2 separate regions of the Mus musculus genome follow, and region 1 is linked to region 2. A link is a contact called in public HiCAR-type data. All regions are on one chromosome and are shown on one strand. The core of a region is the stretch at or near the end of the contact, and the rest is flanking DNA. Distances in the headings are between cores, read along the strand shown. Region 1 holds the start of Slc26a7 (solute carrier family 26, member 7). Region 2 holds the start of Gem (GTP binding protein (gene overexpressed in skeletal muscle)).

The links. HiCAR-type assays count read pairs that join an accessible place to other places.
Region 1: a contact with region 2 is called in a HiCAR-type map of astrocytes, with 3 times the contacts expected there. The contact joins the promoter of Slc26a7 here to the promoter of Gem in region 2. A contact is called at or near these places in 1 of 39 promoter capture datasets (hippocampal neurons) and 1 of 115 datasets of contacts at active chromatin or transcription factors (astrocytes).

What each region holds. Positions count from the first base shown.
Region 1 is chr4:14,619,131-14,625,523 of GRCm38.p6, reverse strand. Slc26a7 (solute carrier family 26, member 7) reads left to right here and starts at 3,746. Exons shown (of 19, transcript NM_145947.2): 1 at 3,746-3,835; 2 at 4,100-4,332. The coding sequence starts at 4,140. It also overlaps a transcript of Lrrc69 not described here.
Region 2 is chr4:11,702,713-11,709,511 of GRCm38.p6, reverse strand. It overlaps Gem (GTP binding protein (gene overexpressed in skeletal muscle)), which reads right to left and starts at 5,065. Exons shown (of 5, transcript NM_010276.4): 1 at 4,946-5,065; 2 at 3,271-3,607. The coding sequence starts at 3,598.

The DNA.
Region 1 (6,393 bases), core at 2,497-4,996, 2.9 Mb before region 2:
TTTCTCTAGCAGATCGAGCCTTGTGCTCTGTCTTTTCATTAGAAGTATTCTAGGAGCTGAAGGGGTCTGCAACCGAGCTAACCAGTACCCCAGAGCTTGTGTCACTAGCTGCATATGTAGCAGAAGATGGCCTAGTCGGCTATCATTGGGAAGGGAGGCTCCTTGGTCTTGCAAACTTTATATGCCTCAGTACAGGAGAACACCAGGGCCAAGAAGTGGGAGTGGGAGGGTAGGAGAGCAGGGCACGGGGGTGGGGAGGGTATAGGGGATTTTCAGGATAGCATTTGAAATGTAAATGAAGAAAATATCTAATAAAAAATTGAAAAAAAGAGAAAAGTTAAAAAAAAAAAAGAAATACTGTATACCAACCTCATGTGGTAGACATGAGTTAGAAACTGCTGTGGGCCATGCTTTGTGAGTCTGTGTTTCCAGTATCACTTGGATAGGCATCTATCAGTGCTTCTGGTGCTCCTTCCCTGCACAGGTGAGGCACCATGCTGAAATCAAATTTCATATGCCAATCTTTACGTATGTCTCTCAAAACCCAGGGAACGTGATCCAGTTTATAGCCAGCTTAATATTTCTCAAAAGACTCTGACCTCACTCAAGCCTGGCCCGGTTCCCTTATATGTCATAACGGCTTTGAGTGTGCTCAATGCCAGCCCCCCACCCTGCGAAGTCTCCAGCCAGGAGGGATGCTGCGTCACTTGTGCCTTCCCCCTCTGTGCACGTCCCATTCAGTTTTTCCTTCTCAACAATCCAGCTTCTATACTATAAAGAAAAGGACTGTGTTAAAAACAAGAACATTTCTTAGATTTTGAAAGGGCAAGGAAGAGTTGAGCAAGCAAAGACAAAAGCTCTCCCTATTTTTTTTTCACTTGTTTTCTCTCTGCTCTACTATCTCTATGCTTTTAGAGCACAGTGTGGCAGTTATGCTGCAACAGGCTAAGTGATCCTTGAGCCATTGTAGGAGGGCTATTGTATTCATCACTATCTAGTGGGTGATATGTCTGTAGTTTCTTCCAGTTGATCATAAGGAAAAAAGAAAATGATATGAATAAGCCCTATTTATAAAGAATTTACACTATGAGTGAGTCAGAAGAAAATTGTAAGATGAAGATGTAAAGCCAGGAGGGAAAAAAAATCATGAAAATGACTTCAGCTCTCTATCTGTGAAGGCTACTTGAATACTAACCCTGTAACAGGAACAGAATGCTGTGGAGCCAGGGAAGTGTTCATGGAAGATGTAGATTTTCATAAAAGCTCGTCCATATGTGGATGAATCTCAATGCTGGCAGTAAAAGATGTGATGTCAGTACATGGCAGGTCATTAACTCTTTCTTGCTGGAACACAAGTGTCTGGGCAGGATGGGATGAATTTGCCCTCAATGTTAATGAAATTCCCCTGTTCCTTAGCATCCAACTCTTTCTGTGTGACTTCATTATTAATTTACCTTCCCCCCCCCCCCGATAGAATGTTAGTTATACCTTTTTCCATTTCCTTCATTAAGTATCTCCTAAAGCATATGTAATACCTACACTCTCCTTCCTTTCCTCCTTCGCAGTGACCGATTAATGCGCACTTGTTGGGGGAGAGTTCATGATGAGCTAGTTGGGAGCAGCAGGCAGGACAGGAGAATTCCATTGTTTTTGTTAATAGGTTGGAATTTAACGGAGGTTACAGAAATTTACACATGTTAATGATGTCATTCAAATGATGTTTTAGGAAGAAGAGCTGTCCTGTTGGTCCATATCTGAAGGAGAAGACATTCAGAAAATCTTGTGATGTCTGTAGGTGCTCGCTGGACATTCAGGGAAGAGATGGCCCATATGGGTGGTATATAGTATTGAACATCAAAGTACCTTCAGTCACTGAAACTTTCAAATAAATGTTATTACTCCTGAATTTTATGCACTGGCCTAGTCATTTTGAGAATTTCATGTGTGTGAAGAAATTCCTCATAAAGCTCTCTTTGTTTGGCATTACTGATTACAAATAAGACTGATACTGTGCTGTGGAGCGAGGTTTAGACAGGCTTTAAATAGTGTTGGCTTGGAAAGATATGGAAGTTGAGCTCCAGATTTAAACGTTAGGATTTTTAGGAAACATTTATTCTCTTAGGAACTGTCTGGTGAGCCATTCAGTTTCTCTCTCTCTCTCTCTTCAGCCTAGGTTTGAATTCTTTTAAATTTCATGTTTATCTTAGGAAACTAACACACAATGAGTATGTACATAATTTTTGACTTTTGTGCACACATGCACTAAAGGGAGAGACTGCCACACAGGAAGGAAAGCCAGCCTACAGTTTCTTACTGTGTGCATTTGCAATTATCTCCTCAGGCTATTTTTAGATCACACAATAAGTTTAAAATGCTACCATTTGCAGCTTCCTCTCTGAAATAGATTCTTCCCCTCTCCTTCTCCCTCTTTGTTTGCTAGGGAGTGAACCAAGGGCTTCATGCATGGTAGGCAGTAGCTATTCCACTGAATTTCATCTCAGCCATAAGACTCCTCTACTAACCTTTAGCTTGACCCTGAGTTAGAAATATATTGAAGTGTTAGAAATGTCATGTCATGAAAATAACAGAGAAATACAGAAAAAAAATCTCACACATTCATATAAATGTATATCTCTAGATCTATTTAGGATTCATGGAGTTTGAAAAAAAAGTATTGCCAAGTATTACATATGTTACAAGCAAGGGACATATTTTTGAAGTTGAGAAAGTAGCTCTTTCTCTTAATGTAATTAATGGGAAAAACACAGCAGGAATCCTGTGGAGAATAAAGGGTCTAAGTTCTTACTGTTGTAATAGCTTCCAGCATCTGATGTCTAGTCTCTGGACAAACGGACATTAGAAAGCACTGTAAATAACTACATGCTTGCTTTTCTTTCTTCTGGCTTCACGGTTTTAGTTAGAATATTGGTTTTTGGGGTTAATTCCAATGGTTCAGACCATAATACAGACTTATTCTTCTGGAGGCTGTGGGAAATAATACTATAATAAAATCTTTGACAGTCTATTCTGTTATAAATGTAACACTAGCTTTTAAAAGAATGCTCTACTAAAAGTTATATCAACAAAAATACTATTACACACATACACACACATGTGCACGCACGTGCACACACCCGTGCCGCTTCAAACAATAGTTTTAATGATACTGAATTTCTCAATAAATTTTATTTACAATGACATAAGTGTGTTAATTAAAAACATAGAGAAACAATCAGTAAAAAGTGAATGAGCAGAGACAGGAAGAAAAATAAACTCTAGCCACAAATATTTGCTCATTGTGATACTTAAATCCTTAGCCCAGGAGATGAAATTTCAGTTTGTTTATAAGAACTAGCTAGTCCTTTCTCAGATGGCACAGTGGTTATCTGAATGTTTTTTCTATGAATGAAAACTTCATATTCCAGAGAATAGAATGACAAGGACTCATGTAGTCCCCTATCATGTTTCCGACTTTTATGGAATTGGCAATTTTTAGTGATGTTGGAAATATATACCTCACAAAGAAGTGTGGCTGTAGCATATTCTTTACAGAAAATCCTCTGGCAGTCGGGACTTCGCTTCTGCTTGTAGGAGACGCTGGGCTGGCTGGATCCTTCCTGGTTTCATTAGCATAGCCCAGCCCACTTCCACCACACGCCCAGAACTACCTCATTAACCATTGGGAATGCAGCCAAAAACATAAGACGACAGTGAATATAAAGGGAATTACTGGCAAGGGAGCTGTAACTATCTCACCACCGAACCTATTACTTTTCCAAGTTCAGAAAAGTATTACATGAACAGAAACCATTCCTTATTCAGATAAGAATTTAAGGTTTGAGTCTATAATTTTTATCTAGAATAATTAGCTGAACCACAGTAAGGCATACAGCTCAGTTGCATCCATTCGTGTTTCTGTTTCTCTCTCTCTCTCTCTCTCTCTCTCTCTCTCTCTCTCTCTCTCTCTCTCTCTCTCTCTCTCTCTCACATTTATTTTCTGGATAGCTTTGACATTGTAAACCACAGACGATTTGGAGCCTGGCATCGAAAGGAGGTGTTCTCCAACGATTTTTTTTTTTTCTCTCTCCCTTGCTTGAAGAAGTTGACTACTACAGGAGGGAATCTGAAAATCTGAAAAAATGACGGGAGCAAAGAGGAAAAAGAGAAGCGTGCTGTGGGGCAAGATGCACACCCCCCACCGAGAAGACATTAAGCAGTGGTGTAAGAGGCGCCTACCTATCTTGGAATGGGCACCGCAGTACAATCTGAAGGAAAACCTGCTTCCAGACACTGTGTCTGGGATAATGTTGGCAGTTCAACAGGTGGCACAAGGTAAGTGTGCATTTGGGTTTACAGTCTTCTGCAGAGTGGATGTCACTTTGCTTCTTGGATGGGGATTATGTTTGAGGGGTGACAGTGTAGCTAGTGAAGCAGACTTAATAAAATGGTTACTAATTTTAGGAAAATAAGCAGAGTAGATGTTTCTGTGTGTGATTTTCCTAATTGCTTTTAAAATTACTTGGCTTTTTTCTACCCCTGGCTAGGAGTTAAGCAATTAAGCAGTAACCCTTGAATGGAATTACATATTTTGCAATGTTAAATTTCATATTGGTTCAGAGTAATGGATCAGTGATTGTGAGAAATGAGCTTTTATGATTTCACTGTGCTGACATAATTTCCCACCTTCATCAAATCAAGCTATAAAACATTTCCTGTCCTGAATACAATTGCTCATGAGCCCAGTTAGCAGCACACAGTTACAGTTACCTGCTGTAGCCATGGGACTTGCTATAGCAGAGAACAAAGCTTTTTGTGCATGAAGGAGGCTTATTGCCAAGATCACTACTTGCAAAGCGAAGAATCCTGCATCCTCAGAGCTTGTGTGGACTGCACTGTGCGTGTTTAATTCTGAGGTGCAGTCCCCACAGAACTCGTGTCTCAGTGAGAAATATAACATGGTAAAACATCCCCAGAACAGATTTTTAAAAATGACACTCGTGTGTGTGTGTGTGTGTGTGTGTGTGTGTGTGTGTGTGTGTGTGTATGTGTACCTCCTTTCCTTAAAGGTATGTCCACACGAGTTTTGGCTGATTCAGGTAGTAATGTTCTACCTGTAGCCAGAAAAGGAACTGATTTCTCAACTTCCCAGCTTTAAAGGTTTGGAACAGCTTTCTTGGCAAAGACTCCTAGTGATTATATTTCCATGCAGTCTCACTACCTCCCTGGCTTTAACTATTATTTCTTCTGTTCAATTATAAGTATGCTTTTAATGAAATTATTCTGTAGCTGGAACAAACTGGTTTGTGAATTTGTGTTTTCAGTCTGATTAGGAACATCTGCATGGGTGGGGGGTTTAAGATCCACAGTGCTATCTTTATGGAATACAATTTTACTGCTTAACTCTGTGTTGTATTTTTAATGACCATTTTGCCAATAGCAAAAGTATAGTAATCTTTAAAAAATAAAAAAGTAATAACAGACCTGGGGCATCCCCAGCCTTTCTTTTATTTGACTTTAAATTCCAGATGAAACATCCTATGTCATTTGAAAATTTAGCTGATGGACTTAAGCAAGTTTTCTGTCCCCAGATGTTTAGTTTCACCATATCCCATAAATTTATTTTGCTGTTATTTAATATAAAATAAAAGTGGAATAATTACGATTTTAGCAGTAGTTGTCTTTTTATGTTTGAAAAGCACCCAGTAGCCAAGAGCATCCGGGAATGCGATACAGCTCCCTTAGGCTCGTCACTAGGATATGGCTTATGTGCAAGCCTTTGGTAGTTAGTTTGGTTTAGCTTTTGGGAGACTTTAATGATCATGCATTACATTGATTAGGAAGAAGTACATTGATAAGCTGATGAGAAGCAAGACACTTACTTAGCCTGGTTCCATGAGAAGTTTGGATCAGGTCACATGTTCTGTATGCTGACAATTACACTGCTAGGAAGACTCTTGGTGGTTTTTTTTTTTTTTTTTTTCTGTTGTCAGAAAAGATGAATTCTTGCAAAGAGCTTTTTCAAATATGCATTTCTAATTCTTTTTCAACCTCTTCTATTAAGAGAATCCAGAGTTAACATTGCCTTTCCATTGGAGGCTTAAAGCAGTCAGTTTCTCAGGCCCTCATACCTGAGAAGCGGAGGAGTCAGGACTCCTCCACTTCCAAAGCCAACATGCTCAACGTTTTCATTTTATTCTCCATACAGCCAAAATCATCAGACCTTTTGTAATACCAATGTTATTTGTAATAGGAGAGGTTTTGGAAAAGTTGACTGTCTGTCTCTGCAAATAAGGTCTATCTTCAAGTTTCATCTCTGAGGTTTTGAGTCAAAGTAGAAGTGACAGGAAAAGCTGTCCCAGCAAGGGGAACAAGCAGACAGTGACTCCCTGCTGC
Region 2 (6,799 bases), core at 3,816-6,315:
CTATATCCTCCTCCTGCTTTGTTCTCTGTGTCTCCATCCCTGGTCCCTCAACCCATTATGTGCCTGACCCGTGGTACATGCTCCTTATACAACTGTGTCCCAAATGGATGAGCAGCAAATGCCATGGTGTTGTGACTGTGAGCACACACAAACCTCACCTCAAATCTAGGATCTACCCTTTCTTACCCATGTGACTCTAGACAATGTTCCCAGGGCCCCTAAGGCTCAGGCTTCTGACCATGGGAACTGAGGCTACAAACAGAATACCGAACCATGAAGAAAGAAATGGAGCTGCAGAGTGAGCTGTGAACAATGTTGATTCTCTGGGCAGTACATGCCAACACCGTGCTGTTGCCCTCTGCTCTCTCCTTTGGTAACTGTGCCATCCTAGGACGAATCGCTCCAATTATACTGGAGAGGAAGCTTCCTGAGGTAAAGAAGCTAACCCAAGAGCACTTAGCTAAGTCTGTGTCACCTGGGGGTGGCAGAGTCTCTCCCCACTCAGTACATTCCAAATCCAGAGCTCATTCCCTGTGCTGTGAGCTGCTTCAGCTCAGGCCTCCTAAGTCCTAGTTGTCTTCAAGGCCAGATCAGAGACCTTTTCTTCCACTAAGCCTTTTCTGATTTACACAGACAGAATTCTTTTCTCCAACCTCCATTTTCTCCCCATAACTCAAGATCACCGTCATATCCTGGCTTGTTTTCCAATGGGTGTATATCTGACCTCCATTGCAGATTGTGAGATGCTAAGGGAAAACTCCAGGGCTCTGCATGTGCCTTCTACTCCCACTGTGCCTCACCAAGGGCTGTGCTACATGTTCAGTAATGACTTAGAAATGAATGGATCAATGAATGGATGAATGGGTGGATGTACAGCTGGAATTAACTATGCACAGAGAATCATATGACTGTTGCAACAGGCTGGAAGAACATCCATCTTTATTAGGAGAAATGGTGGAGAAGACTATCATGTACATTCCCCCTGGTAAATAAATGCTGAAAGGAAAAAGATAAAGCCAATGCACGGGTGTGCTTTGGAAAACCTTCCTCTGGGGAAAAATAAAGCTTACACGTCGATGTGAATGACTTCTGATGCACTTCTAAAGCAAGTGAATGTAGCCGACTCACAGAGGATGTGCAACAGTGGATGGATCCATCACTGAGAAGTTTCTCAATATCAGATGCTCAGTCTAGTCGCAGTTAAGGAAGAGTGCCATCCCTGTCTCTCTCCAAAGAAGTTTCCTACTTTTCCCTCTTCCAGTTGCATATAAGTCCCATTGCTTTATGCCTATTGGGTATTGCCCTCTGAATAGATACCACCCCTTCTAATGGGCAAACTATTCTACTGGGCCTATTGTCCACTAACTTTTCAACTCCTCCCTCTTTAAACAAACAAAACAATCCTGCCCCTCTGTCAGCATCATTACAGTTAGAGCAGTTATTATGCTTCTCAGTACTTGCTAATGCCACCATGTTCTCAGTTACACTCGGTGGCTCTGAGTGCCTCACCACTCAGCCGCCACTGGGTACCCAAAGTCTACATGGTGCTGACCCGTGTGCTGTGTACTTAACAGCATTTGAAAGTTAGATCCAGAGGACAGTAAAAGAAAGTGGGTTTTTGGTTAAACCACAAGCAGGTTTGGATGCCAGCCCTAGGAGCCACTTAGCTCTGTCAGCCTCCAGCCCTGTAGAGATACTGACATGTACTATCTAGAGAACATTAGGAAGGGACACACAGAGCACAGGACCCAGGCTAGTCGAAGGAGTGTAAAGCAGCAACAACATAAGATCCTAAAACCCCAGCCTCTACACCCAGCTTCCCGGAAGGGCGGGTCTCCATCTGCCAATCATCCTCCCCAAGACCCTGTTCATGCATGGGCATAGGAATTCTGAAAGGACTGAAATAAACATCAGCAACCACGAGGCACTTCAGGAAGGCCCCTCCCACTAGGCACGCCCATTCTGAGTATTATCTCCTTCCTCCTTCGCTGTCTTCTAGCACCCAGTGGCCCATACAAAGAGCAAAGCAACTGCACAAGGCCAGCCCTGTTTCTCCTTGACTCTGAGATTCTGAAAGTGGGGAAAGGAATGGATGCTATATCAGGGAGCCATCAGGGAGCCATCATTCATGGCCCGCAGTCCCTGAGCTGCCTCTTGAAGCACTAACTCCCTAACACCAAGACAGCTGAGGAGAATTAACCCTTTCCATGAAATGGGCTGTTGTAGTGAGGAGTAAGATTTGCACACGTTGAATAGAGAGAAATGAGACGCCACTAAGCCATCTTTCCCGAGCTTACTCCTCTCATTTTAACTGAAAGTGGGGACAGACACTGAACAATCCTCCCTCCATTTCTACAGCTGTAATTAGGGGGTGCAGCTGTTCCAGGTACATATACTGATGTTGGAGCTCTAGCTGAAGGACATTGTATGACAACAACTGGCTACCCAGTTGTAATTTCCACCCCAGAATATTAAAAAGCTACCACCTGTTGTTGTGTATGTATGTTTGTACAAAGTGGGTCTAGAAATAGGTAAGAATTAAATAAATAAATCCTGGAAATAGGTCATATACAGAAAATCATCTGGAGACCTGTCAGGCTCTATGCAGGGCATTTATCACCATCTTCATAGCTCAGTTTTTTAAGTTATTATGCTACTTCAAGTACAGCATTTGACCTACTTACACTTGCAAATGCTTCTAATGTTAGTGGAAGCACACTAATCGATCCACTCTAGCAGGTTTCTTTCCCTTCCAAATCGGTTCGGTTTTATGCATAGTCACAGAAAACGTTCCAGTAGTGAACTCTCCAAAACCAGTCCAGGGTCAAGTCAGCCTTCTTGGACCCCTCAGACCTGACCTTCAGAAAGCCCCTTGATAACTTGGGTCAACAGATTTGGTCCTGCGTACATGTATTCCTCCTGTCTTGTCTTTTTTTGTGCTTGAGGCTTTGTGCCAGCAGTTAGGCCTCTGTCACCATCTCAGTATTGAGAAGGTATAGGTTCTCCTAATCCTAAAGATACATTTTGTTTCAATTTGTTGTTTTTTTTTTTTTTTTTTGAGACAGAATCACATAGCCCAGGTTAGCCTCAAACTCTTTTTGTATCTGAAGATGACCTTGAGTTCCTAGCCCTTCTGCTTCTTCCTTCCTGGTGCTGGGATTGCAAGTGTGTACCATTATGCCTGGCTCCCAATTCTGCAGAAAAAATGACCCACTCCCTCTCACTCTTTCTGCTTACAAGACAGAAGCCCACCGGGGCTGGGCCACCTACCTCCCAAGACCTCACAGTCGCTGTCCATGCTGTCATGCACACCTGCAAAGATGTTGGCCAGGGTGGACTTGCCCACTCCTTGCTCCCCTATAAGCACTACTCGGTAGTAGGTGTTTCCAGACTCAGAAGAGATGACCGAGTCTGTGGAGTCGGACGACCAGCTCCGCCGGCAGTGCTCTTCCGGAGCAGTAGAGTGGCGGTTTCGGAGGTTGCAGGGGTGGGGATCCTTCTGGACCATCAGATGCCTGGCATCAGCAGGGATACTCCAGCGCTGCTGTGGCTGCATGCCCACAGTGCCTTGGCGCATGGTGACATTATTCAGAGTCATTGCGGGATCCTAGGAATCAGAGCAGTAAAGATGGCAATATGATTAAGAATGAGCCAGGCCCAGGGGCGCTCAACACAGTTGTCTTTGGTGCTTCATTTGATGGGTATGAATTCTTAATGTAAGAATCAACCACTAAACTGTCCCTAAGCCTAGAAAGCAAAATTTTCAACAACAACAACAACACACACACACACACTCAGTAACTAGCTTCTCAATCAGGCTGTCGTTTGTAGTAGCAGTAACACCATCCATCCATTGCCCATAAGCTCCCTCTGTCCTTAAAGGAGCTTTGGAAATCCCACCGGGAGTTGGCACAGAGGCAGCTGGAAGGAACCCATTGCCTCCAGAAATGACATTACCATCAGCAACAAGTTAGAGCTGCTGGGCACCAGCTGGCCAGGTTAACTGTTCTTGTCTAAACATGGCTCTTAATTGCCCCCGCATCCTGCAGTCTTGAGCCTCAGTGGGAAACACGCGGCAATGACATCACTCCCCTGGCTGGACTGGACAGGCACTTTGGGGGAACTTCCATGTTTAGTAAGGTTGCCCTGATGTCCTCCAGCTGCCTGACTGAAGAGGCCGTTATTTGGGGAGTGGGACAGTTTCTGTTTGAGTGCTATGCCTCAGCTCTACCCTCTTATCTACAGAAACTGTTTAGCGTAGCAGCCCTGAGGCTGGTTCTTCTGAGAGGGGAAGGACCTGCTCACATTCAGACACATCACACTTGTACAAAAAGGGCTTCATTCTTAAGGAACGTCGTCCACTCCATGATTTTTTTACTGTATATAATTATTTATTTTAAAAATTGCACCTTTCTGACGTAAATTAGAAGATCAGAGACTCAGTGAAAAGCCACTCAACAACTTCCTACAACTTTTTCCTTGCAAGACTGCCTTGCCTGACAGGCAGTCTGTTCTGCCAAGACTGCCCGAGATAACCGCTCTATGGTTTTTAACTCAGCAAGCTCCCCGCGTGAGCGCAAGGATCACGCTCAGCTCACACACCCTACTCCATACATCACACCTATGCCACGATCCAGAACCAGCCGGTTTCTTTTTAAGTCTTAAAAACAGTCCCTGGGTTGACAGACTTGCGACAGCAGACCTTGAAGTCTGCCGCCTGGCCACCTAATCTGTAAGGTGACACTCCTCCGAAATTGAATTTAGAAACCCCCATCAGAAGCGCATCCTTTGCGCCTGAACTTCTTTCTCCCACGGCAGAACCCCCGGTACAGACCTAGGGAGTCTAGGGACTGGCTGCCTTCCTAACTTAAAAAGTTCGGAGACCAGGAACGCCCCTTCCCACAGAGGCTCCCACTGGGACTGCCCCTCAGCCATGGCCCCTTACTTGGCTGCACTGGGCGCTGGGTGGGCGTCTGCCGTCGATCCGCCTGCTGCAACGCCTGACGTCTGCGATGCGGGCTCCGCAGTCCGAGGCTGTGTGATGTCCGCTGGCAGTGCCGCCTCCTGAAGCCTCCGCTGCCCGCCGCCGTTTATAGCGCGCCCGGCAGCCCCGCGACGGGGCTTTTCCGTGACGTCAGCGCTCCCGCCGGGAGGGGGCGGCTCTGCAGCAAACTGAGTTGCAGCCACTTGGCTAAATCAGTTACTCGTAGTCATGTGACTCCCCTATCCCCTTGAGGGGAGTGAGGGAGAAAAAAAATGACAGTTCAATCGTTGATTTTGTTTTATTTTCTTTTTATCAGGTGGACACTGGAAAAATACACTTAGTGCTACTTAATCGCCCTTCCCAGCAGAGCACTTGTAAGCTGTCTGAATAAAGGATGAGGAAAGAAACAGGCCCAAGCCGCGAGTCCAGCTTTGCCAAGAAAACAGATCCGTCTGAGTGAGCGGGACTCCGGCCTCCAGGATGAGGCTACAGCCACCCTGAGTGGACAGACCACCTTCAGAGCATGCTCTGAGAAGCAACCAGGCCCTTCCTGCTTCCTGACTTCTTATCTCTGACTTGGGACATACTGCTTTGTTTCCTTCTTCTGGAAGAGATCCAAAAGAGAAGAGTCGGAGGAAAGAGTAGGGGATCTTGAAAAGGGGCAGGTTGGCTCCAAGCAGCTTGTGCTAAACACTGCCATCCCCCTGTTTTGGCCACAATGCTGAATCTCCTCCATCAGAAATTTAATCACACCCCAATCAGCGCATCTCAGAACCGAGCTGCTCAGCATGGCTGGAACTTTGGCCTAGAGCCAGGACTTCCCAGCCATGGGGAGATACAAGGAGGCTCAATCCCCTGAGAGAGCCCTACTGCTTCTATCATTTGCTAAGATTTGCAAAGACCTGTGGTTCTGGTGGGCCTGGAGAACCTTGCCCTTACTACAGTTGTGGATTGAGAACAAGAGGCCCTGCAATGAAACCTGCCTTAAGTACATTTTAAACTGCACTGCTAAGTGACCTCTTCCCCAGGACATGGGTATTTCCCGGGGACGTGGGCATTTCCCACATGCTGTGTTTAGAGTCCATGCTAGCCTTTCCAACACATCCATCTGCTTCTCCAGCCAGCTTCTGCTGTGGGTTGGCTGGCGGCCCCTCGGGAAGCAGCCAGCACCAGTGTCTATTGGAGTGGCTGGGCTGCTCTGTGGTTACAACGGTGTCACGAAGGCATCTATGCGATTTGGGAATTATCCAAGTGACCAGCTGCACCTCAGGTCTGTCAGGGACCAAGCTGGCAAAGGTAGAATCCACCAAATAAGAAAGATGGAGAGTGCCTTAGTCTCAAAGGCAGAGCCCCAAATTTATTTATGCACAAGGAAGATAAGAGCCAGAGCCAGAATAGACTATAGTTTGGCCACTCAGGAAGACTTTAGGTGGCCAAACTAAAGTCTATTCTGGGTACCATAAAGCTCTGGATACGGCTCTTCACCAGCCACGTTTTTCCTCAATGTTAACACGGTGGGAAGGGACACGGATGTAGAAAGAAAATGAGGAAAAAGGACTGGGGGGGGGGGGGAGAAGAAAGATGGAAACAATGAGGGAGATGATGGAGAAGGAAGGAGGGGCAGGGAGACAACTACCCAACTGTGAATACGTCTCTGAGGAGAGGCATTTCCACGCAGATATCCACATTTCCTCCCAGGTCTATTGCTCTGGCGACTGTTCTCAACAGAAACACTGTGGTGTCTGTAAGCAAATCACACCATCTCTTAATCCTACTTCTTCACACTGATAAGAATCTCACATTGGGGGATGGGGT